Linked DNA regions of Mus musculus: all the other regions are linked to region 4. A link is a contact called in public HiChIP or PLAC-seq and promoter capture Hi-C data. All regions are on one chromosome and are shown on one strand. The core of a region is the stretch at or near the end of the contact, and the rest is flanking DNA. Distances in the headings are between cores, read along the strand shown.

The links. Promoter capture Hi-C pulls out the DNA fragments that hold promoters and counts their contacts. HiChIP or PLAC-seq counts read pairs in DNA pulled down with a chosen protein or histone mark.
Region 1: a contact with region 4 is called in an H3K27ac HiChIP or PLAC-seq map of trophoblast stem cells, with 11 read pairs. The contact joins the enhancer-like site here to the promoter of Ap3b1 in region 4. A contact is called at or near these places in 1 of 39 promoter capture datasets (macrophages), 3 of 484 Hi-C or Micro-C datasets (forebrain, granulocyte-monocyte progenitors and nephron progenitors), 9 of 115 datasets of contacts at active chromatin or transcription factors (the HPC-7 cell line, the SCID.adh cell line, cardiomyocytes and 4 more) and 1 of 9 other capture datasets (adipose tissue).
Region 2: a promoter capture Hi-C map of macrophages shows a contact between it and region 4, with 7 read pairs. The contact joins the enhancer-like site here to the promoter of Ap3b1 in region 4. A contact is called at or near these places in 17 of 39 promoter capture datasets (the 3T3-L1 cell line, 3T3-L1-derived adipocytes, the HPC-7 cell line and 11 more), 1 of 15 datasets of contacts at CTCF or cohesin (the NIH/3T3 cell line), 11 of 484 Hi-C or Micro-C datasets (the AML12 cell line, LSK cells, bone marrow and 8 more), 7 of 115 datasets of contacts at active chromatin or transcription factors (the HPC-7 cell line, bone marrow-derived macrophages, embryonic stem cells and 2 more) and 3 of 9 other capture datasets (adipose tissue, macrophages and pancreatic islet).
Region 3: an H3K4me3 HiChIP or PLAC-seq map of bone marrow-derived macrophages shows a contact between it and region 4, with 2.7 times the contacts expected there. The contact joins the enhancer-like site here to the promoter of Ap3b1 in region 4. A contact is called at or near these places in 1 of 39 promoter capture datasets (macrophages), 8 of 115 datasets of contacts at active chromatin or transcription factors (the HPC-7 cell line, the SCID.adh cell line, bone marrow-derived macrophages and 3 more) and 2 of 9 other capture datasets (adipose tissue and pancreatic islet).

The regions. Positions count from the first base shown.
Region 1 is chr13:94,391,980-94,397,623 of GRCm38.p6, forward strand. Ap3b1 (adaptor-related protein complex 3, beta 1 subunit) reads left to right here. Exons shown (of 27, transcript NM_009680.3): 3 at 2,740-2,814. Among named protein-coding and RNA genes, the nearest start is that of Ap3b1, 36 kb to the left of the region's middle. Within about 2 kb of position 2,767, at least 17 of the 459 cell types and tissues checked have an H3K27ac peak or open chromatin away from gene starts, as enhancers often do. A contact at or near this core is called in trophoblast stem cells, where this site is marked.
Region 2 is chr13:94,298,400-94,303,817 of GRCm38.p6, forward strand. It overlaps Gm38653 (a long non-coding RNA gene), which reads right to left. Exons shown (of 3, transcript XR_003950583.1): 3 at 4,497-5,418. It also overlaps the pseudogene Gm5668. Among named protein-coding and RNA genes, the nearest start is that of Gm32089, 4.1 kb to the left of the region's middle. Within about 2 kb of position 2,957, at least 19 of the 459 cell types and tissues checked have an H3K27ac peak or open chromatin away from gene starts, as enhancers often do. A contact at or near this core is called in the HPC-7 cell line, bone marrow-derived macrophages, granulocyte-monocyte progenitors and 4 more, where this site is marked.
Region 3 is chr13:94,320,766-94,326,001 of GRCm38.p6, forward strand. No RefSeq gene overlaps it. Among named protein-coding and RNA genes, the nearest start is that of Gm41022, 17 kb to the left of the region's middle. Within about 2 kb of position 1,451, at least 19 of the 459 cell types and tissues checked have an H3K27ac peak or open chromatin away from gene starts, as enhancers often do. A contact at or near this core is called in the HPC-7 cell line, bone marrow-derived macrophages and trophoblast stem cells, where this site is marked.
Region 4 is chr13:94,355,062-94,361,075 of GRCm38.p6, forward strand. It overlaps Ap3b1 (adaptor-related protein complex 3, beta 1 subunit), which reads left to right and starts at 3,899. Exons shown (of 27, transcript NM_009680.3): 1 at 3,899-4,170. The coding sequence starts at 4,043. It overlaps Gm9776 (predicted gene 9776), which reads right to left and starts at 3,862. Exons shown (of 1, transcript NR_045619.1): 1 at 1,686-3,862.

The sequences.
Region 1 (5,644 bases), core at 1,517-4,016, 36 kb after region 4:
ATGTCATCCCCTTGTGAGTGCAGACACAGTTGGCTCTGTTCCCCCAAACCATTCATTTTCATACAGTCATGCTGTCTCAGTAGCTGGCTCAATTGCTCATCTCCATCACAGCCGCTCCCCTCATCTTTCCGTCTTGCTCTTACTCCTGTGTCGGCCTTTTCCTGTCTTACTCACATTAGTCTGTTTCTGTCTCACCTGTCTCCCTAGGAGGACGGTAGTGGTCCCGTAATTGTTAAAGACACCTGTGTGGTTCCTGTTCTCTTCCCCACACTAATCTGGAAAGATGTTGAGATGCAAGTCCAGTGAAGCTTGTCCTCTGCTCAGAGCTCTGCAGTGGACTACATTTCCTTCTTAGGTGTCCATGGAAAGCCACCTCCTTTGCCTATGGTCCCCCAGCTGTGACATCACATCCTTCTTCCTCTGCATACCCCACCCTGGCTGCTCTGGCCTCCTACTTACAGAGTCTGCTCTGGAAACTGCTCTTCCTGCATCCCACGCTTCCCCCCTCCTTCATCGTCTCCTGAAAGGAGAGCTTGTGTGACCACTTTATGGAGAAACAGCAGCCCTGCCTCTCCTTCTGTATCGCAGGGCTCCCCACTTTTCTCTCGTTTTGTCTGTGCTACCCTCAGGTATGATATTTCTTGTTTACAGCATGTGTATTCGAAGGGGCTACATGGCTGAAGACACTGTAGAGTTGAGTTAGCCCTGGGATAGTGTTTAATGTGACAATCTTAGATGAGGTCCTTACAGAGCACGGACTTGAGAGATGAGGAAGTGGAGGGTTATAAGTCATAGCCAAATGTTGTAGCTGCAGTATTTTGTGAATTTTCTATGATACTTAGTAAGCTTCACAAAACATACAAGTAAAAATATTACAAGTAGAGAAATATAATAATAAAAGATGAGATTGCAATAAGGGATGTTTATTTTGTTCTTTTTTTGCTACGTAGTCCAGGTTAACTCAGACCTTCCTGCCTCAGATGCTGGGCTTATAAACATGCAGTTCTATGCCCAGGAGCCTTACTGAACATTTAAAAATGTCTCAACAGAAAGGAATTATGACTTCATACTGGAATTATAAAGCATAAAATATCACATAGTATTTCTATATCACTCATATATTTCATACATAATAAAGCTGACATACCACTTTAGCTGGACTTTTTGAGAACGAGAAGAAAATAAAAAGTATAAATAGCTATAAACTAAAGATAAGCAACCAGAAATCTACTGTAGCTGTGGGAAATTCCAGAGTGTGGACTGCAGATTCTGGGAGCTGATTCTGACAAGGGGGATGGCTTCAGTGAGGGGGGGATATGTCTGGAAGACTGACTGTAGAAAAGTCAAATGAATTGGTGGCACCTGTGATGGTAATGGAACCAGAGAGGACTTGGTTTACTGTGTAGACCAAGGAGCTTAAGAAGAGATCTCAGGGCAGCCGAGAGGACATTGGAGGAGTCACTGAAATAGTTTGAGCCCTGGATTGTCAGGCTCTTTTGAAGTAGGCTGACCTGAGCAAGGGTGGGGGACAGCTTTTTCCCCCCTTTCTTGACACTAGGGCTGATCCCAGCACCTTGTGCATGATAGATAAGCCTTCTGCCCTTGGCTACACCATAATAAGCTTGCAGTGGTGTGTATTACAGGCAGGAAGGGAAGGAACTGTTGGGGAAGTCCTCAGCGAGATGATGCTGGCCTGAGGTAGGGTCAGAACAGCCAAGACGTCTTCTCAGGAGTGATCTAAGAATGAGAACCAGGTCCTGGTTGCTGTATAGACATGAGAAGAGGACAAGACCTTTCTGTGGTGTTTGTTGTCTAGGAGAATCGCTGGAATGAGTACATTCCTCCTGTAATGTGTTTTTGCTTTGTCTTTAAATCTTTTATCTTGAAGACCGAGCTTGCTTTTAGGCAGCGTGACCGTGAGATGAGAGAGACAGCTGCTGATGAGAAGTTAGGTAGGGAGTTGGATGTGGAGCTCTGGGGAACTGATCCTGGTTTGTAGAAATGGGATTCCTAAGAGCGAAAGAAGTCTTCGGCATTTGGGCATCTGACACAGTGGTGGTACACAGACCTTCAGTGGGCGGAGGGAGAGGCACTAGTGAAGAGGCCTCTGAAAATTAGAGCTTGGAGACCCTCTGAGAATTTTAGAGAGCTTGGAAAATTCCCTGTGCTCATTGCTCATGTGCTACATTTTTAATGTAGAACCCTGGGAGATCTGGAGAGCACCTAGAGAGAGAGAGAGAGAGAGAGAGAGAGAGAGAGAGAGAGAGAGAGAGAGAGAGAGCGCCTGCAGGATCAGTCTGCAGGCCTTCATGTACTTCTTTGCTTCCCACTACCCCTTCCCCTCTTCCTCCTCCTCTTCATCCTTCCCTCCTCTCCCTTTCTCCTCTTCCTTTCTCCTTTTCCTCCTCTTCCTCCTCCTGTTTGCTACAGTCTCACACAGGCTAGGCTGACCCTGGATCTCCTCTTGCCATAGCAGTGCACTCCCATGTTCCACTGTACATTTTCCCTTTCTGTGTCTGTGTGTCTCTAGATTCACGTTGAAACCCGAGAGCGTATGTATTCATGGTGTGTGGAGTCGAGATGTGGTTGACACTGGGAAAGAGTTAGCTGTTATCATGGAGCTTGCTTTGTGACAAAGTCTTTCAAATATTTAGTGTGTGTAAAACTTCCCAGAACATGTTTTGCCTTCAGGCTAGTAACTTAAAGGCTCTGTCCTGATTGTCCTCTTTAACCCTGCAGATGATTGCGAAGGGGAAAAATGCCTCGGAACTCTTCCCTGCTGTTGTGAAGAATGTGGCCAGTAAAAACATCGAGGTAATGTCTGCTTTGACTGTATTTATGACTCCAGCTATGTAAGCCAACCACACACTTCCGACTGCTTCGGAATTTAATGTATTTAAATATCACTGGCTTTTTATTATGGTAAAATGTCTGCAAACTCAACAATGGGTAAAGTATGCCATCGAGTGGGTTTGAACTTAGCTTTGGGTTTTTCACGGAAACTGTGAAAAGTAAGATTGAAGTTGTAGTGACGGGTCCTTCCCCTGTGTCAGCTTCCATGATTCCTGAAGGGATAGCCTATCTCTAGTGACACAGACCTAGTAAATTCTACCCAGACTTGGGATTTGTGGCTCTTTTGCCAGGTCTAAGGCAAAAACAAAAACAAAAGAAAACACCCTAGAGATTTCTGAAGCTTTTTTTGGCTATCGTGACAGGCATAAAGTTCTCAGTGTGCGGCCTGCCTGGGTTTATTAACGGAGCTCAAACCTTGAGGGGCACTTTCTCAGAAGCTAGCTGACCCACTGACCTGATGCCAGAGCCATATGCCGCCATCTGTACTGCAGAGGAACTCTGGGTAAAGTGAGGAGATGGTCTCACTGGCTTTGGGGTCCCCCATATAAAATCCAGAACAGCTGCATCACAGATAACACACGACAGGGGCATTCTGAATCAGGAGGCCATGACAAGCATTTACAAGAGGCCCTAGGAGGGGGAGGGAGGTGATTTCAGGGAGTGCTTAGTTTATGGTTTTGATAGTATTTCAGTACATCATATGCGCCCCCCGCATTTAGCTATTTCTACATTTTATGATGGTATTTGTCTAGAGTTTCCATTTTCAAAAGTAGTCTGCAGTGGAAAGGATTTATTCCAAGTTACAGCTCCACATCACAGCCCATCACTGAGGGAAGTCAGAGCAGGAACCTGGAGGCAAGAGCTGAGGCAGAGGCCATGGAGGAGCAATGCTTATGGGCTTATTCCTCATGGCTTGCTCAGCCTGCCTTTTCTTACAGCACCCAGGACTACCAGCCAGGGATGGTGCCACCCACAGTGAGCTGGACCTTCCCACACTCCAGGCTAGCTCACAACTCGAGTTCCTTCTGCTTAATTTGTTTCTCCAGAGCATGTGGTTGGTGAGGATGTCTGCCAGTGTGAGTAGTTGTCCTCCTGGCAATGGAGTGTGGTTGGCGGAGGGCACTTGGAGACCTCCGTTTAGTAAAACCGGATCTAAGATTAGCTTGGCACTAGGGCAGTGGCTTTAAATATAGCTGTGTTCTCGGGAGGGCACAGACCTCGGTGCTAATGACTGCTCTCCCCAGCACGTGCCGCATGCAGCACTGCTGCTGTGTTCCTTCTCATGCCTGAGCAATACACCACTGTTCTCCACTGAGCCCCACTGCAGCTTCAAGCCCCGGCCCTGTCACCGAGTGAACTCTGTTGGGTAACGAGGTTCAGTCTGCTCTGTTTCATTTTGAATTCAATGATTTTAGTATATTCATAGAATTTATCACAATTCCACGGTATTTTCCTCGCTCCAAAAGAAAGCCTGTGATGACGGGCAGGCACTCCTCACTCCCCTACCCTCTCTTCTCCATGGATTTGCCTATCCTGGGCATTTCCCGTGGACCATTTTAAACGAAATCACAGGAGGTCTTGAGACCGTCCTAAGGCCCCAGCAGACTGACTGAAGATCATCAGCCTGCTGAACAGAGCCGGCTCCACGCAGCAGGCTGTCAGGGCTCTTCACACTGGAGCATTCCAGCCAAAAGGGCTTTGCAGTGACAGGGGCCAGAGAAGGCCACAAAAGACCTTACACAGGAGATCGATTGGAGAGGGGTGATCCTCCGAGCATGGGTGGAAAAACACACAGCACAGACTGGTTGTGATGGTGGACATTATAGGAGTAATGGAGCATGCGCATTGGGGACACATGCCAGGATGGAAGCATGTCACATTAGTGATGACAGGGCCATTGGCACCGAGTCCTTGAAGGTGAGGAACCCGGTTCTGGAATGGATACAGTTCTTATTTGGCTAATGCTAACTGTGCGTTCATGGTTGGATAGGGTTCTACTATGTGGGTACCTGTGTTTTGTGTCTCTGTCCATTGATGGGCTTTAGGACTTTAGGGCTGTTAGGAGCAGTGTTGCCCTGAGTGTTAGTGTCCAGGTACTCGTGTACACACTGATGTAGACCCTAGTCTGCTGTTGCTGAAGGTATGACAACTCTGTGGGAATATTACCTGCCAACCATTTCTTTCCTACAGCATCATTTTAAGTTCAAATCAGTGATGCTTGTGAGTTGCAGTTTTTCCTGTCGTTGGTTATACCTGCCTTTCTTCCTCCTGTCCTCTCTCTGTCCCTCCCTTGGCTTTCCCCCACCCCAGTTTTCTTCCTTTTATCCTTTTTGATGCTGGGGGTAGAACTGAGGGCTTCGTGCATCATTCAGGAGTGTGCTACCACTGAGCACATCTTTCTGTTTAACTTTTAAAAAGTCTATATTTTAGATTATGGCTCTTTTAGAGAGTATGGACTAATATCTCATGGGCAGTTTTATCTTTATTTAATTTCATTTCTCTGGTCAGAAGGCATTTGGTACCCAGTGTGGTATAGTAGTGTTTCCTGTGCCATCTTGGATTTGTCCCGCCTACTGCACTCCCAGGTTTCTTCTGGCCTCGGGTACTTTCATGTCAGGTACTTGCATGTCGCTTATGTACAAGCCTAAGACTCTGGTACTTTTGTGCAGAGCGGATTTGACGTTTATACAATTGCAAAGCATGGTTAAAGCTGGCCTTAGTGTTACCAGGAATGGAGTCTCAGCAGTAATGATTGCTAACATGTAAGAATGCTCTCTGTGCTGAGATTGTT
Region 2 (5,418 bases), core at 1,707-4,206, 58 kb before region 4:
ATAAACATGACTATGTTCCTGGTGCTAAACATTCTTTAAAATTTGTTTCTGGTTTTAATCAACAGTTACAAAACATTTCTGAATGGCAACCCCTCTCCTAACTTCCAGGAATGTCTTTATTTAAGCTGTGACCTGGCCAAGCCACCAAGATCAAGCCCTGCAGTTTGGCTGGCGTGCTGGGGCTGTCATGTGATATCCGTTGACTCAGAGACTGTTGGGCAATCAATAGCTGCTAAATCAGTCCTGCTGAATGAAACTCCAGTGTAAAGCTACTGACATCAACACTCAAGTGACATCCCCCCGGGGTAGTGATGCTCCACCATGATGGTCACACACCAGCGCAGCAGGTCAGTGGGTTCATTATTCCATGGAAGAAGACCCTGAAGGCCTCATCCTTGGAACCTTTCCAGACTCTCCTACTTGTCTCTTCTTTTGACTGCTTTAGACCTATGTCATGGCCCTATTTTAAATGGTAATCAGAACATAATAGCTGTCAGGAAATTCAATGAAATGTAGCAAATTTGAAACCTCTTTCCTTGGGATTCACCCCGACTTGCAGGTAGTGTCAGACGGGAGACCAGTCATAGAACTAACTTCAAGCCTATAGATAATCTATGAGCAAACAATGTAGCTAAAGCTGGCCCTCAGTCAAAGTTTGCCAGCCCCTGTTCTAGCTCATTAAGGTATCTGTGCATGCAACAATTATGCTTGTGTTCATAAGTGCCATAGTCTAATAATCAAAAGGGACCTGTATACGTGTGTGTGTGTGTGTGTGTGTGTGTGTGTATAACAGGGAAACTGAACATTTTGTGGCAACGCTGATGCTAGATGCACATATGTATATGTAGATGCACACACACATGAAATTAGTATGTGCACTTTCCTAGGCTTCCCATTTCCATTTATATTTTTCCCCCAGTTCCAAAGTCTTTACTATTTTAGAAAAGATGATCCATCCAGTCAGTGGAATGAAGAACTCTGTCCATTAGTAGTGCTGAAAAGGACTATGGATTCTACTCCATGTCTACTCGTACACCCAGTCATGGGCACAAGACTTGTAGTCAGTCAGCTCTTCGGGCTTAAACCATAGACCCATCTCTTTCTCAGCACTCTCCATTGGATCGCTGCCAACATGAATGCAGAAATCCCCACAAAGGTGCCTGGTTTAGAATCTACTGGGTTTTTCTCTCCCAGCATCTCTTGGCCAGTTTTCACCACATAGAGCCCCTCCCAGCCCATGGCCACCACCGGCCCTGAGTTCATGTACTTCTCCAGTCCCGGGAAGAAAGGATAGTCTTTCAGGTCAATGTAATGGTGCTTCAGGTGTTCTTTAGAAACCCAAAGAAACTTCATGGCTACCAGGCAGAACCCCTTCTGCTCGAATCCCTTGATGATCTCGCCCACCAAGCCACGCTGCACTCCATCTGGCTTCATGGCGATGAAGGCTCAAGGTTGGCCATGGTCGGGAAGCCGGTGGGTCGGCTAGTGTCTGTGATGAGCAGAAGCAAAAAGACTAGCTCCGTTTATATTTTTAATGCCTTTGAAGAGGTCTAACCCTCTGCCAATCAACTCAAGTTTTCTACAGTGCTATTGTGGAAACCCAATAACCCTTCAGTGTGTGATTAGGACTATTAAATAGTATAATAAGAATCCCAGCATACTAAAATATATATTAAGAGATTTCAGGAAATGCTGAAATGTTTTCTAGGAAACATAAGGAATCTATATCTTTGAAACTGTAAGCCAGCCCCAATTAAATGTTTACTTTTATACTAGTTGCCTTGGTCATGGTGTCTCTTGACAGTAATAAACTCAAACTAAGACACACCCCCTTCTCCAGTTTCATCTCCTAGACTATTATGAAGTAATTGTTTTACTCCAGCAATTGTGCTCAACTTTGTGTCACAGAGACGAGTGGACACCTTATCTGGATGGAGAGCTACTGGCCTCTGGATAGATGCTCTCTATTCAGATAAGGTCCACTCAACTTTATGATGACTCTTCCTAATCTGACCCCAGGGCAAGAGGTGGGATAGGGAACCACACCCACTCTGTTCAGCAGTGAGCAGAGGCCCAGTCCTTCCTTCCGCTCAACACAGATAACATTTGCTTTACTACTTGAAAAATATTTCATTCTTCTTCCATTTTCATATATGCATGTGAGTGCGTGTGGTGCATGTGAGAGCGTGTGGTGTGCATGTGAGTGCATGTAGTGTGCATGTGAGTGCATGTGGTGTGCATGTGAGTGCATATGGTGTGCATGTGAGTGCATGTGGTGTGCATGTGAGTGTGTGTGGTGTGCATGTGAGTGCATGTGGTGTGCATGTGACTGAGTGTGGTGTGCATGTGAGTGCATGTGGTGTGCATGTGAGTGTGTGTGGTGTGCATGTGAGTGCGTGTTTTCACGTGCAGGGACACATGTGGCACTCTGAGGTTTGTGCCAGGGATCATGCTCTAGTCTACAGATTCCCTGTCCTGACTTCTGAGGCAGACTTCATGCTTCTGAAGCAAGCATTCAAGCCATTGAGCCATCTCCTCAGCCTCCTCAGCATGGAAAGTATTAAAGGGTACTAAAGCCTATAAAAATAAAAACTATTCAGTGGAAATTTACATATTTGCTCTACAGCCGATCAGCTCCTGTTGTGCACTGAGAATTTCCTAACACCCATTTTCCTGTCTAGCCCTCAGTATGTCACGGGTGACCAAGGTCATTTTGTCTTCTACAACCCTGTGCAGAGCAGAAGAGAAACTAAAGGACAGAGTCCTCTGTTTCCCAGCCCAAGCCTTCTTTGTTTCTTTCTCTAGCACTTGACAACGGTTCTACCACTCTTTTCAGAAAAGATTTTGCCACCCTCATCACCAGGAATCCCACTGAGGACTTCAAACATCCAGCTCACAGTAGGCTGCAGCCATCCAGGGGAGTTTCATAGCAGCCTATCTCTCAGAGTGCATTGGGAGGAAATTAGATCTACACGTTTCCTCTGGCATGGTGCAGTCTCCTGATTTCCTGTGGGGCAATAACTGAATAAAAGGCGTCTCTCAGAAACAATTCTTTTTGACTCCGTAGAAAGATTCCTTGCTTCACTCTGTAGCAGCCTCATTTCGGGAAGAATAATGCAATTCAGACTGCTAAACAAGGTCTGATAACTCAGCCAGACACACAGCGTTCAAGCAGTGGCCATGTATTGTTAATAACATGGCTTTAAAAGTTCACAAAGGGCAGGAGAGATGGTCCAGCAGTTAAGAGCACATGTTCCACTTGGAGGAGCCCTGGGTTCCGTTCCCATATCACTATCCAGTTTTAGGGAATCTGGACTCCGTGGATACTAAAGTACCTACATGGTACACAGACATACATGCAGGCAAAACATTCATACACATAAAATAAGAGTAAACTCATCTTTACAAACCTAAGAGTTGTCAAAGATAACCATATCCTCTAAGCTGAAGGACAAATTCCAGTTCGCACAAATGCACACACTGCTTTCCTGAGTCAGTACAGGTTACACCACAGTGTGTGCTACAGCTGTTGAGTGTTTTGTTGTTACTTGTTTGTTGTTATTATCTGGTTGGCGGGGTTTTTTTGGGTTTTGGGGACAAGGTTTCTCTGTGTATCTGTGGCTGTCCTGGAACTCACTGTGTAGACCAGACTGGCTTCAAACTCACAGAGATCCACCTGGCCACTGGGATTAAAAGCATGTTCTACCACCACCCAGCTCAGCTGTCAAGTCTTGGCTAAGGGGATTCTGTGCTGGGTTAGCTGTCCAGAAAGTCAGTTCTTCAGGGTCCAAAATCCAGAAACCCATCATCACCAAAACCAATTTCTGACTGTCTATTCAAATGCCGTATACCTCTCCCTCCTTCTCCTGGGCAACGCTTTATTTTTAGTTATTCTGCAGTAGAAATACAATTCCACCTTCAAGTTGTTTGAAAGTACAAGCACATCAATATTGCATGAGTTATTCAAATAATAAACAAACAAAACAGATGAGTGGAGCCAAAATACCATAAAGCAGAGATTCCTGAGTATTAAGCATTGTTGTCTTAAGAGAGCAATTACTGTCGAGTATACTATGTGAGGCCTGAGATATGCGGATATGTTATCTATGAAAGAGTTAGTTTAACCACAATATGTGTACTTAATTAATCTTTAAAGAAAACCAGGACCAAGACCAAAAGAAATTTTAAACATATTTTGGAGTTTATAAATTATCTCTTTTCTAATGCATTAGTGTCTGTAGCTTTTACTAATTCTAAGATTATTTTACAATTATTCACAGAGATTCTTTTTTAATAATATTTTATAAATTCTTTGAGAATTTGATACAATGTATTTTGAACATACTCACCTCCCTTCTCCAAGCCTCTCCTACAACTACTCCGCCCTCCCTCACCTTCCCAACCAACATTGAGTTTTCTTCTTCTTCTTCTTCTTCTTCTTCTTCTTCTTCTTCTTCTTCTTCTTCTTCTTCTTCTTCTTCTTCTTCTTCTTCTTCTTTTCTCCTCCTCTTCCTCCTCCTCCTCCTCCTCCTCCTCCTCCTTTTCCTCCCATCCAGGAAAACCAATCTTAGTAATCATGGCTACCCTTGTGTGTGGTCAACCTACCAGGGTCCTCATCATTAAACAATACTAACCTGTCCTCTCCCATCAGCTACCAAATACCAACAGAGCCTCAGCTAAGGGTGGGGTTTCATAGCCACCATCCCCCTGTGGTGGTTTGTATGTGAATAACCGCCATAGGTTCATATATTTTAATGCTTGGTCCCCAGCTGATGGGACTCTTAGAGGAGTGGCCTTGTTGGGGGACATGTGTCTCTGGAGTAGGCTTTGAGGTTTCAAGAGCCCATACCATTTCTAGCATGTTCTGGCACTCTTTCTGCCTCATGCTTGTAGATCAAGATGTGAGCTCTCAGCTACTGCTCCAACGCCATTCCTGCCTGCCTGCTGTTGTGCCCCTTACCATGAAGGCCATGGACACTAACCCTCAGGAACTGTAAGCTCCAAATAAACTCTTCTATAAGTTGCCTTGGCCACGGTGTCTTATCACAGCAATAGAGAAGTAACTAACAAGGAACTTACGCTAGGATTTGTCAGGATTGAGCTTGTCTATTCTGTGCACGCTGACACAGTCCTGTGAATCCATACCTGCAACTGCCTTGTTGTGTCCGGGAAGCATTGTTTCCCTGATGCTATCCGCTGTCCAGCTCACACAGGTCAGATGTGTATGTCCCGCTCGGGTAGAGCACTCCCCAGTCTCTGCGTCGGAGATTCTTAAGAGGGATGCTTTTTTTCAAAAGTTGCTTTGTAGAAGAGTTGGGAAGATGTGTCAGTGAGTGACTATAGGCTGCGGGAGCAAGGAGATCTGAGTTCAAATCACTAACAACCATGTAATCATGGAGCATGGCCACACATGTCCGC
Region 3 (5,236 bases), core at 201-2,700, 37 kb before region 4:
TTTGGTGGAAGCATGGGGGTGCTTTTCATTCAAAAGTGAATTCAACTTTTTTTTCATTAGGAAGTTTAAAAGAGAGGAGAGACTGAGCTGTGTGAGCTGTGTGACTGTCCCTGTTGTAATGAGTTTTCACACCCCTTTCTCCCCTTGGTGAGCCGAATAGTCAAGCCTCCACCATGTCATTCCGTGGTGTTTGCGCTGCCGTAGCGCCCCTTTATAGATTTGCTTCATAGGAATTCATTTCCGGAAATGAAAGAGGACGGGGGGGGGGGGGGGAGAGGACGTGTTAAAGCAATGACAAAATCTTTGTATTTTTTATTAGATTTAACTCATCATAAGCCAGATTTAATTTTTTCTCTGGGGTTGTGATGCCTATCATGGTTATTTTTATTAAGGGGAGAATTAATCTTAGATCCTCTACGCTAACATAGATTCAAATATTATAAAGTTTAGCTGGGGCCAGGAAACCATCCAGCTCCCACCCAGACCTCTTTCTCAGCCCAGGGCCACACAAGCTCTGGGACACCTGCTGTGATGAGCCTTCTGTGAGACAGGATTAGGAAATCCATTGCTAAATATAAAGCTCCCTACTGTACAATACACAAAAGGCTAATCCCTCTCCAGGAAGCCTTTAAAGAAAAATTAGAGTCACTTGATTGCTTCTTCATCTAAGGTCTCCTGAACTCCAGACTAAGGATGCCTAATGCCCAGTCTTCCTAACCTTTGGAGTCCTTCACTTTCCAGGTTACTTCACTTCTCTCTGAAGAACTCACAGATAACCACACTCCCAGCTGCTTCTCACTCACTTAGCACACAGGATCTCACTGCATGTGCCTTGGGTATCAGTACCATTTAGCTCTGCCCCACAGTTACCTAGCAACAGCCAGGTGTGCCTGACTCACTCTAAAAGGGGCTGCTTGCCCCCTCTTCTCTTCTCTTCTCTTCTCTTCTCTTCTCTTCTCTTCTCTTCTCTTCTCTTCTCTTCTCTTCCTCTCTTCCCCCTCTGTCCCTTCTCTCCTCCCCCTTTCTCTCTCCACATGCTCATGGCCAGCCTCTACTCCTCCTCTCCCTCTCCCTCTCCCTCTCCCTTTCTCTCTCTCTCTCCTCCAACTCCCCTCCCCATGACCTAAATAAACTCTAGGGAAGGGATGCCTCAGCATAGGCCCACAGAGCACCCCACCACCACCACCCCACCACCATACTGCACCTCCACCAAACATATCCCTGGCTTCTTTTTCTTTTTCTAAAACACAACACTTCCACCAGTCAGCCAGGTTTTCACAGTCACTCCTCCTTCTTTTGTCTCTGAAATCAATGCCTCTGATTGGTCAACCCTCTGGATAGTCTAGCCAGGTCTTTCCAGAACAACCCTGGCCTATCCAGTGTAGGTCATTCTACAGGATATAACCCACCTGTCTCTAGCCTCGTTCCTTACTACTCCTCTCACTGAAGAGAAGAAGTCTGGGTGTGGACTCTTGTTCTCCTGGCTTCCCGTTGGGTTTGTCTTGGGGTTCTTATTGCTGTGACAAAATGCCATGCTCCTAAGCAGCTTGGGGAGGAAACGGTTTCTTTCACTTTATAGTTTGTAAACCATCACTGAGGGAAACCAGGGTAGAAACCTGGAAGCAAGAACAGCAGAAGAACAGGCCACAGAGGCTACTGGCTTGCCCAGTCTGCTTGCTTCTAGCATTTAGGACCAGCAGCCCATGGGTAGCACTACCCCACAGTAGGCTAGGCCATCCATCCCACTTCAATGACAAAAGGAAAAATGTACTACAGACTTGCCTAGGGCCAATTATAGAGGCATGTTTCTTAACTGAGAGTCCCTCTTTCCAAATTACTCTAGGCTGTGTCAAGCTGACATAAAACTGCCCAGCACAAGGAGTCACTGAAAGTAGGAAGGACCGTGAAAGCATTCACTTCCCTAGCTTCTGCTTTTTGAGGTTGCCTCAGGCTGACTGATTCATTTGACTGACACTAGGTATGTCACGCACGGTTCATTCATCTTACTTCTAGGGTCTTAGCCCTGCCTTATCGCTCTCCTTTTTGGCTAAGAAAAACAATGTCAGTTACTTGGTGCCCTACTGTAATTCTCTATAGCCCAACATCTTCATCGCAAATAAATTCTGGATGACTTTATTTTGGGGTACACACCTTACCTATTGTGACCCCGCTAAGTTGCCCCTTTTGGAACTTCTTGGGTATTTACATACAGCAGACCCTATGGGCTCACTCTTGCTCTCCCTAATGTGGTTGGTCCTTCACTAAATTTCTCAACACAACACCTCTTTTTTCTCAGACAGGAAAACTCTATCCCCTTCCACAGACTATTTTACTGTATGGTATTACAAATTCCACCTTGCCTTAGGGATGAATAGTGATGGAGAACTAGTGTCAGGTGCAGGAGGAGCTCACAGAGTTCAAGAGTCCAAGCCAATCAAAAACCTTGTTAGAGAAGCCATTTTGGAGCCAGTATTAACTAAGTTGAGATGGTATAAAGAAGATTGGTAAGAGCCTTAATCAGTGAGATGCAGAGGAGAGGGATTTCTGGGAGTATTTGGGGTGCAGAACAGCATTTTCAAAATTCCAGAAAACACTGAGTAGGAGGAGTGTCTGAAGCCCAGATAAATATTGCACAGGATGAAGTTAAGGATCACAGGACATAGGGATAAGAAGATCATTGTATTCCTGAGTTCCCCAGCCCTATGTCGCCACAGCTTGCCTCTGGACTCTGTAACTAAGAACAGCTATAGATGGTCTGAATGCTCAGCCTCTCTTCACTAATTCCTTTGTCTTTACTCAACCTTCCTTCCCTCTACCTTATTCAAGGTCCTATCTTTTACCAATGTCTCCAACTCATGAGGAAGGGTGGAATCAGGGACAATCGGTAAAGATCATTGAAAAGGCCAGATCATGAGTCTGTACACTATGTCTTTCAGGCCAGCATATCTGGCTGGTGCCTGAGTTTGCAAATAAAATATTTACTGGAACACAGCCACATTCATTCATTTAAGTACTGTCTATGCTGCTTCCCATGGATAACATCAGATCCAAGTATTTGCAATAGAGGCTATATCAATTACTTGACCTTTGCAGACAAAGTTTGCTGACTCCTGATACAGAGAGATAACCCAGATAGAAAGGTATCTGAAGTCTGGAGTGATGGCTCAATGGGTAAGAGTATGTCTTAGTTAGGGTTTACTGTTGTGAAGAGACACCATGACCAAAGCGACTCTTTTCTTCTTCTTCTTCTTCTTTTTTTTGTTTTTTTGTTTTTTTGTTTTGTTTTTTTTTTTTTTGAGACAGGGTTTCTCTGTATAGCCCTGGCAGTTCTGGAACTTACTTTGTAGACCAGGCTGGCCTCGAACTCAGAAATCCACCTGCCTCTGCCTCCCGAGTGCTGGGATTAAAGGTGTGCGCCACCATGCCCAGCCCAAAGCAACTCTTATAAAGGAAAACATTTAATTGGAGTTGGCTTATAGTTTCATTATCGTCATGGTGGGAAATATGGCAGCGTGTAGGCAGACATGGTGCTGGAGAAGGAGCTAAGAGTTCAACATCTACCTCCAGAGGCAACAGAAGGAGACACTGTCACTGGGCATGGCGTGAACATATCTGAGCCCTCAAAGCTTGTTCCTATAGTGACACACTTCCTCCAACAAGGCCACACATCCTAATAGTACCACTACTTATGGGTCAAGCATTCACACACAGGAGTCTATGGAAACCGTTTCTAGTCAAACTACCACAGAACGCTTGCTAGGCTCCTGAGGACCCAACTGTGGTTCCCAGCACCCACACCAGGCAGCTCCCTGTAATTCCAGCTCCAGGAGAATCTGTTGCCTCTGGCCTCTTCAGACGTCGCACACACTCTCCTGCCTCCCCAAACACACACATAGTTGTGAAACTTTTTGTTTTTGTTTTTTTAAGTATTTGAGTAATGGTGGTAGAAAAATGAAAATTAATCAAATTCTAGACATAGTTTTTTATAAGTGGAGCTTACAGGATATGTTCATGATTGTATATGAGACAAAAAAAAAAAAAAGGAAGGATAAGAATGATTCTGAAGGGACTAGGGTATAGCTCAGCTGGCAGGGTGCTTGTCTATCTTGAAATGCAGACCAGGTTTGAGCACTAGAAACACACACATATGACACCATGGCACAGAGCTATAATTTGAACATTTGGGAAATAGAAAGTACAGCATCTCCTGATTCAGATTTACTCTCAGCTACACAGTGAGTTCAAGGCCAGCCTGGGCTACATGAGATTCTCTATATCAACAAAGAAAAAGGTCATCTGTCATTTTCAGTCTTATTGACTGTATAAATTTAGTTGTGCTTTGCTGAAATGGGGAAAGCTGTATTGGCTGAGGTGGAAATTTTAGTTTTCTGAGAATTTGGACATGAGTGTGAGGTGTCTGTTAGACATCTAAGAGATGCTGGTACCCAACTGTATATGCAAAACTCAATTTCAAAGAACAGATTGGGGCTAGGTATATAAGTTTTCAAGTTGTAAACTTAAAACTATGTGATGTAATAAGTTTAAACTTTATTGATGTGGTAGTTGACTTTAGGTTTATAAGACATAGTCTCACTATAAAGTTCAGTTTCTCTTACCTCAGTCTCCAAGGTGCTAGGATTATAGACGTGGGCCAGCAGTGCCCCAAAGAGTGAGAGAATTTAATGATGGACTGTAAAGACAAAAGAGGAATGAAAAATGTAAGAATGAGCTTTGAGGTACTGGATATTGGGGATTGGAAGAGGAGCTGGCAAAGAAAAGCAAGAAAGCAAGCAGCCCAGCAAGAAAGCAAGCTTGCTGGGACAAAAGAGAAGGGTCAGTCAGGAGCCAAGGGAAGTGTGTGTGAAGTGTGTGTGTGTGTGTGTGTGTGTGTGTGTGTGTGTGTGTGTGAGAGAGAGAGAGAGAGAGAGAGAGAGAGAGAGAGAGAGAGAGAGAGCTCCACCTCTCAGACTCAATCAAAGAGGTACTGCAACAGTAAGGCACCAAGCTCTGCTCTGAGGAGTGGAGGTTAAGGGAAAAGAGCGGACAGTCCCTGACCCTATTGTGGGTCAATAAGTGAGTGAGGAGATGACAAAGATCTGAATAACTTTCATAGCCTGTTTTAGTTGCTTCAACAGAATTCCTCAGACAGACTAAAGTATAAAGAGAAGAGGTTCATCCAAGGTGACTATGTCTGGTGGGAGACTTGCAAGACACATTCTTAAAAAGTATGTGCAGA
Region 4 (6,014 bases), core at 2,649-5,148:
TATTTAATTCTATCTTTCTATCTATCTATCTATCTATCTATCTATCCATCCTCAAGATTTATAGCTATTTGTTCTCTGCTGACTTTAGGATCTACGTCTATTTGTACTTAGCTGGGCTAGTATTTTCTCACAGAGGCAAAATCTTTATGCCAGCAAGCACTTAAAGCAGTTAATGTTCAAACAAGGTCACTTCAAATATCTATCTATCTATCTATCTATCTATCTATCTATCTATCTATCTATCTATTGATCTATCTATGTATCTATCTATCTAATTTTGAAATGTGGTCTTACATAATCCTGGAACTCATCTAGGCTGGCCTTGAACTCATAGAGATTCTCCTGCCTCTGCCTCCTGAATGCTGAGATTAAAAACATGTGTCAACACTGCCGGCTGTTTGTTTGTTGTGTTTGTTTTAAGGTGTGGTGCTTGCTCCGTATACCAGGCTGGCCCAGAAAAAGAAGGTGGGTGCTCTTCTTTATCACTTTCTGCCTAGTTTCTTTTGGTAAGGTCTTTTTCCAACTTGGAGCTTGGTTTTCTCAGCAAGGTTTGAAACCAGCAAGCCCCAATTCCTTCCTCTGCCTAGGTCAGAACCAGTGCTATAGCCATGTGCTGGACACTTGGCTTGTGATATGGGTGCTGGGATACAAACTCTGGTCCCCTTAACTATGCAGCAAGTACTGTCAGCTGATGAGCCCTCTTTGCAACTCTCCCCTGGCCTAGGACATTTGGCGGCAGATTTTTGATGAATTTTTAAAGTTTTTTTTTTTTTTCTTAATAGTTAGTTTATTCAGATTTCTGCTTTTTCAAGTTTATAACTTATGCAAAATAAAGTTTGCATGCTGTCTTAGTCAGGGTTTCTATTCCTGCACAAAGATCATGACCAAGAACAAGATGGGGAGGAAAGGGTTTATTCAGCCAACACTTCATGTTGCTGTTCATCACCAAAGTAAGTCATGACCAGAACTTAAGCAGGTCAGGAAGCAGGAGTGGATGCAGAGGCCATGGAGGGATGTTCTTTACTGGCTTGTTTCCCCTGGCTTGCTCAGCCTGCTCTCTTAAAGAACCAAGACTACCAGCCCCCAGATGGTCCCACCCACAAGGGGCCTTTCCCCCTTGATCACTAACTGAGAAAATGCCTTACAGCTGGATCTCATGGAGGCATTTCCTCAACTGAAGCTCCCTTCTCTGGGATAACCCCAGCTGTGTCAAGTTGACACACAAAACCAGCCAGTACACCGCGATCATCAAATCATTTTGTTACTACTTCATAACTGAAATTTGCTACTGTTATGAATCATATTTGTAAATATCTGATAAGCAACACCTGCAGGACTTGTGACCCACAGGTTGAGAACAGCTGCTGTATGGGGCATTTTCTTAAGTAGTGATTGATGTAGGCCTAATTTTTTGTGGGTGGTGCCATGCCTGGCTGGTGGTCTTACGTTCCATAAGAAAGCAGGCAGAGCAAGCAATGGGGAGCAAGCCAGTAAGCAGCACTCCTCCATGGCCTCTGTATCAGCTCCTGCCTCCAGCTTCCTGTGTGAGTTCTTGTCCTGACTTCCTTCAATGATGGACAGTGATATGGAAGCATAAGTCAAATAAATCAGCCCTTTCCTTCCCACCTTGCTTTGGTCATGGTGTTCCATCGAAGCCATAGAAACTAAGACACACAGAGAGAAAATTTTATGTTTTTCTAAGGAACACAGGCTTTATATCTTATATAAAATATTCGAGGAAGGAGGAAGAAAATAAGTACTCAGTAATGTTTCTTGAGAATCATACAGCCTTGATACCCCACACCATCGAAGGACAAGGTAAACAAAATAAACCAAGACTTCCCCAACAACTTTCCAAAGTATAGGTCAACTGTTTACATGAGTCTGTATGAAAACAAAACAACCAATGAAAATAAAGCAGCTTGTTTAAAGAATGAAACTTGAGAATGGGCCCTTTTCAAGTGGGGTGTGCTGGTGCGTGGCTATAGTCACAACATTGGAAAGTTAAGGCAGGAGGATTGCAAGTTCGAAGCCAGGCAGGACTACAGAGTGAGACCCTGTCTCTAAAAACAAAATAAACCCTTTCCATAAGAAAATGAACTATTGTGGGTGGGTAGGGGAGCAGGACGGGGGGGGGGGGCCTCTGGGGGGGTATAGGGAACTTTCGGGATAGCATTTGAAATGTAAATAAAGAAAATATCTGGGCTGGTGAGATGGCTCAGTGGTTAAGAGTGCTGACTGCTCTTCCAAAGGTCCCAAGTTCAAATCCCAGCAACCATGTGGTGGCTCACAACCATCCGTAACGAAATCTGATGCCCTCTTTTGGAGTGTCTGAAGACAGCTACAGTGTACTTACATATAATAAATAAATAAATCTTAAAAAAAAGAAAATACCTAATAAAATAATAATAAAAAGAAAATGAACTATTCAAGATAAATTGGATTAACATGTCCATGTGAAAAAAAAACTCACATGAAAGATAATCATATTCATTATCAACATGAATATAAAAATTAATTAGAACACAAAAATCTATATCACATTATGACAAAATTATGAGAATGTGAGGAAATCCCTCTCATACGTAAATGGTAGGAGAGCAATTTAGAATATCTAGTAAAAGCGTTTACATTCCAAAATAAAAACAATTATATACTCAGGTATATTTTGTACTGAGGATGTGTTCACATTGTCATTACTTGACAAAATAAGCAAAGCCTAGTGTCTTCCCGTAGTAAATGAATTTATCCATGCACACCACTTAGTATAGTGTCTGGGGTATAAGCTAAGCATCATATAACACCTTGTTATGTATCATCACCATCGATCAGTCAGTCGTAGGAGAGATTCTACAAATCTATCAATATCATCAACACTGGGAAGAAACATATTTGCGATGCTCGAACACTGTCTGGATAGGTGTATTGAAAAGCTAATTAACCGCCAACGTTTGGTCAGTTTGGAGGCTGATTGCTCCTCTCTCTCCTAGCACTAAGGAGGAGCGTGTTTTCCGAGAGACAACGCAATCTTTCAGTCAAGTCGAGAAATCTTGGTGGGACCTTGGTGTTTGCCTGGTGCTACCCTTGGGTTTTGGTGATTTGCTGCAGGGCTGCAGGTATTCAGTCCTTTCTGGACCGCATGTGTAGGGAAAGAGGAACGAAGGAACGGTAGTCACCAGGGAGGCTGGTGAGGGTCCTCTTGGAAAGCTGCCCGGGACAGAAGGGTTGCAGTTCTGCAGCCAGAAACCATCCCATCTTGCTGCTTAGGTGTTGTTGGAAAGCCACTTGCCCAAGAGTGGAAGCAGGCGGCGCTCGGAGGAGAGCGCACTCCAGCTTCTGGCCCAGGCTTAGCTCGCGGCAGCTGACTGCGGGCAGGACGCAAGCCTCGAACTTCAAGTAAGAACCTCGGGCCCCAGGAAAAACTTAGGCAAAGCTTGCAGGCGGATGATCGCCTCCGCGCAGATCCTGAAAGCCTCCTCCGAAGGAGGAGCTTTCACGTCTAGAACGTCAGGCCACTCTGGCTGTGAGAGGGGCGGAAGCCAGCCTCGAGGGCTGAGAGCTTGTGGCCGCTGAAGCCAAGTTCTTCCGACCTGTGCACCGCGTTTCAGGAGCCATCGGGGAGCGATCAGTGGACAGCAGAAGAGAAGCAACGAACCCTGGAGGATCTGAGATCTCCTCCACCAAAACGCATCCAAGGGCCTCATATCCAGTTCTTTACGTGCCCACGACTCTCCGGCTGACCCGGTGCAAAACCCCAGCTTCCTGTTAAGGGTCCCGAGTGTAGCTTCCCGGCAGCCCCTAACACCCGGAGCGCGACAATCTAGCGCACCGGGAGCGGCAGGCGCGGGCCCGCACGGACACAGTGCGCACGCGCAGGGGGTGGGCCGCCCGGTCAGCCGGAGCAGTGACGAGCCCGGAAGCGCCGGCGCGCGCCCCCTCCGCCCCAGAACTAGTTTGGTTCGGTGTCCTCCGAACGCCAGCCATCCGTAGAGGACCCCGCACGCTCTCTCCCGCACCCGCCTGCTGGCCAGCACCGCCCGCGATGTCTAGCAACAGTTTCGCCTACAACGAGCAGTCGGGAGGAGGGGAGGCGGCGGAGCTCGGGCAGGAGGCCACCTCGACCATCTCTCCCTCGGGCGCCTTCGGCCTCTTCAGCAGCGATTGGAAGAAGTGAGGACCGGGGTTCGGGGTGCGGGAGCGCTGCCGGGACGCGAGGCGGCCGCCCGGGCTGCTCTCGGTTCCTGGGGAACCTCCCTGCCGCCCCCGCTGCGGTGGGTCGGTGGGTGGGTGGGTGGGGGTGGCCCCGCCGGGTGCGGGGCTTGTTGGGGACGTCTGGGGACGCCCAAGGCGGCGCCTGTGGTCTTCAAACTTTGGTGTGTGTGGGGGGGAAAAAGCAAACCAGTTGGTGAGCCGAGGTTCCACTTCCCAAACCGTTGACTGAGTTGATCTGGGCTGCGCACAGGAGTTTGAATTTTGAACTTCTAGTGAATTTGAGGTCTACAGGATCAGACCTCGAGAAAGTCATTTATTTAAAGGTGACGAGGGTATTTGGGGAAGGGAGTGGGGAGTGGGCCTGCTGCTTATTGGGACCCTATAATGTAGGGACTAAGCGGTGGTTTGGGGGTTTTGTATAAATGACAAACTTATTTTTTCTACCACCTTTGGCGTTTTTCATGTGATGATCTTTGCACCAGGGTACTTCCCCGCCCCCACTGAAGCACTGAGATAATATTTAAATAGAGTGTTGTTGTGAACCAAACCCAGTTCTAGTTCTTTACAAATAGTATGAATTTTAAAAATAAGCACCAACCGTGTATACTGATTTTTGTAAAAAGTTACTTATGGTTCGCGTCAAATACCGCCAAGAATTGAAAACATCCTTAGCGGGTTCTGTTTTAGTTTGGGTTTTACATTTTGGCGTGTTGATGGGCTGTGGATAAATGTACAGAATTATGACAACTTAGATTATTTGTCGTTCCCCTCCCTTTTCTTTCTGACAGGGTCTCACTGTGTAACCTTGGCTGGCCTGGAACTCACTAGGTAGAGCAGGCTAGCCTGAAACTCAGAGAAATCCTCCTGCCTCTGCTACTCCAGTGCACACACCACCATGCCATTACACATTCTTTTTAAATTTTTGTTCTCTTATTGTTACGCAGTATAGTAAAACATAATAGACTATCACTAGATTCTACCCACTTAAGGTAAGGAAACTTGGTTGATAGTTTTATGGATATTAAGAGGTGTAACTAAAATAATAATTGGTGGGGAAGGTGGTTAGAGACAATCTTGTTCTGTAGCTCAGGTTGGCCTCAAACTGGAACTTGCCATTCTCCTGCCTCTGCCTCCCAGGTGCTAGTAGCTGAAATTGAGATTAAGATTTGACTCTATTGATTAACATCTTGTATAAAGCATATTAATTATCTTTGTGTTCATTATTTTCAGGATATGAAAGTGTAAAACATAATAGATGTCTTCTGTCTTTGTGTGCATTTGTGTGACTGATTGATCCAACAAGGAGTTTTTGGTAACTCCACATTTCCCTCAGTAGAAGGTCTCAGTTGTTGAATTTGCCTGTGACTTGGGGTACACTTAGTCAGCCTTTCTGACGCGTAAGCATCTGAGGTGTTTTTTCCTTTTCTTTTAGATCATGTAAAAGCTTGGGCCTGATTTGGGAAGAATGCATGGCTTTCTAGTGCAGTTGATGTTAGAGTTGAGTTACAAGGAGCTAACATTGAATGCTTGTGCATGGGTATTCATAATTATCATCTGCAGTGTGTTTCTACATTGCTGGAGCTTTGCTTAGGTAAGTGCTCTGCCTCCGAGCTCCATCCCTGGTCCTCCGTCCTTAGTGGGCTGTTACTGGTGCTTCTCTGATTCCACATTATGGGTGAGGAAATTGGAGTCCAGTTGGTTAATTTGCCCAAGGTCACAAAGCTGTCAGAATTTGAACCTAGCTAGACATTATCATCTCTGTTCTTTCTTTAATGTGTTTGTTTGCATATGCTATTAACTAC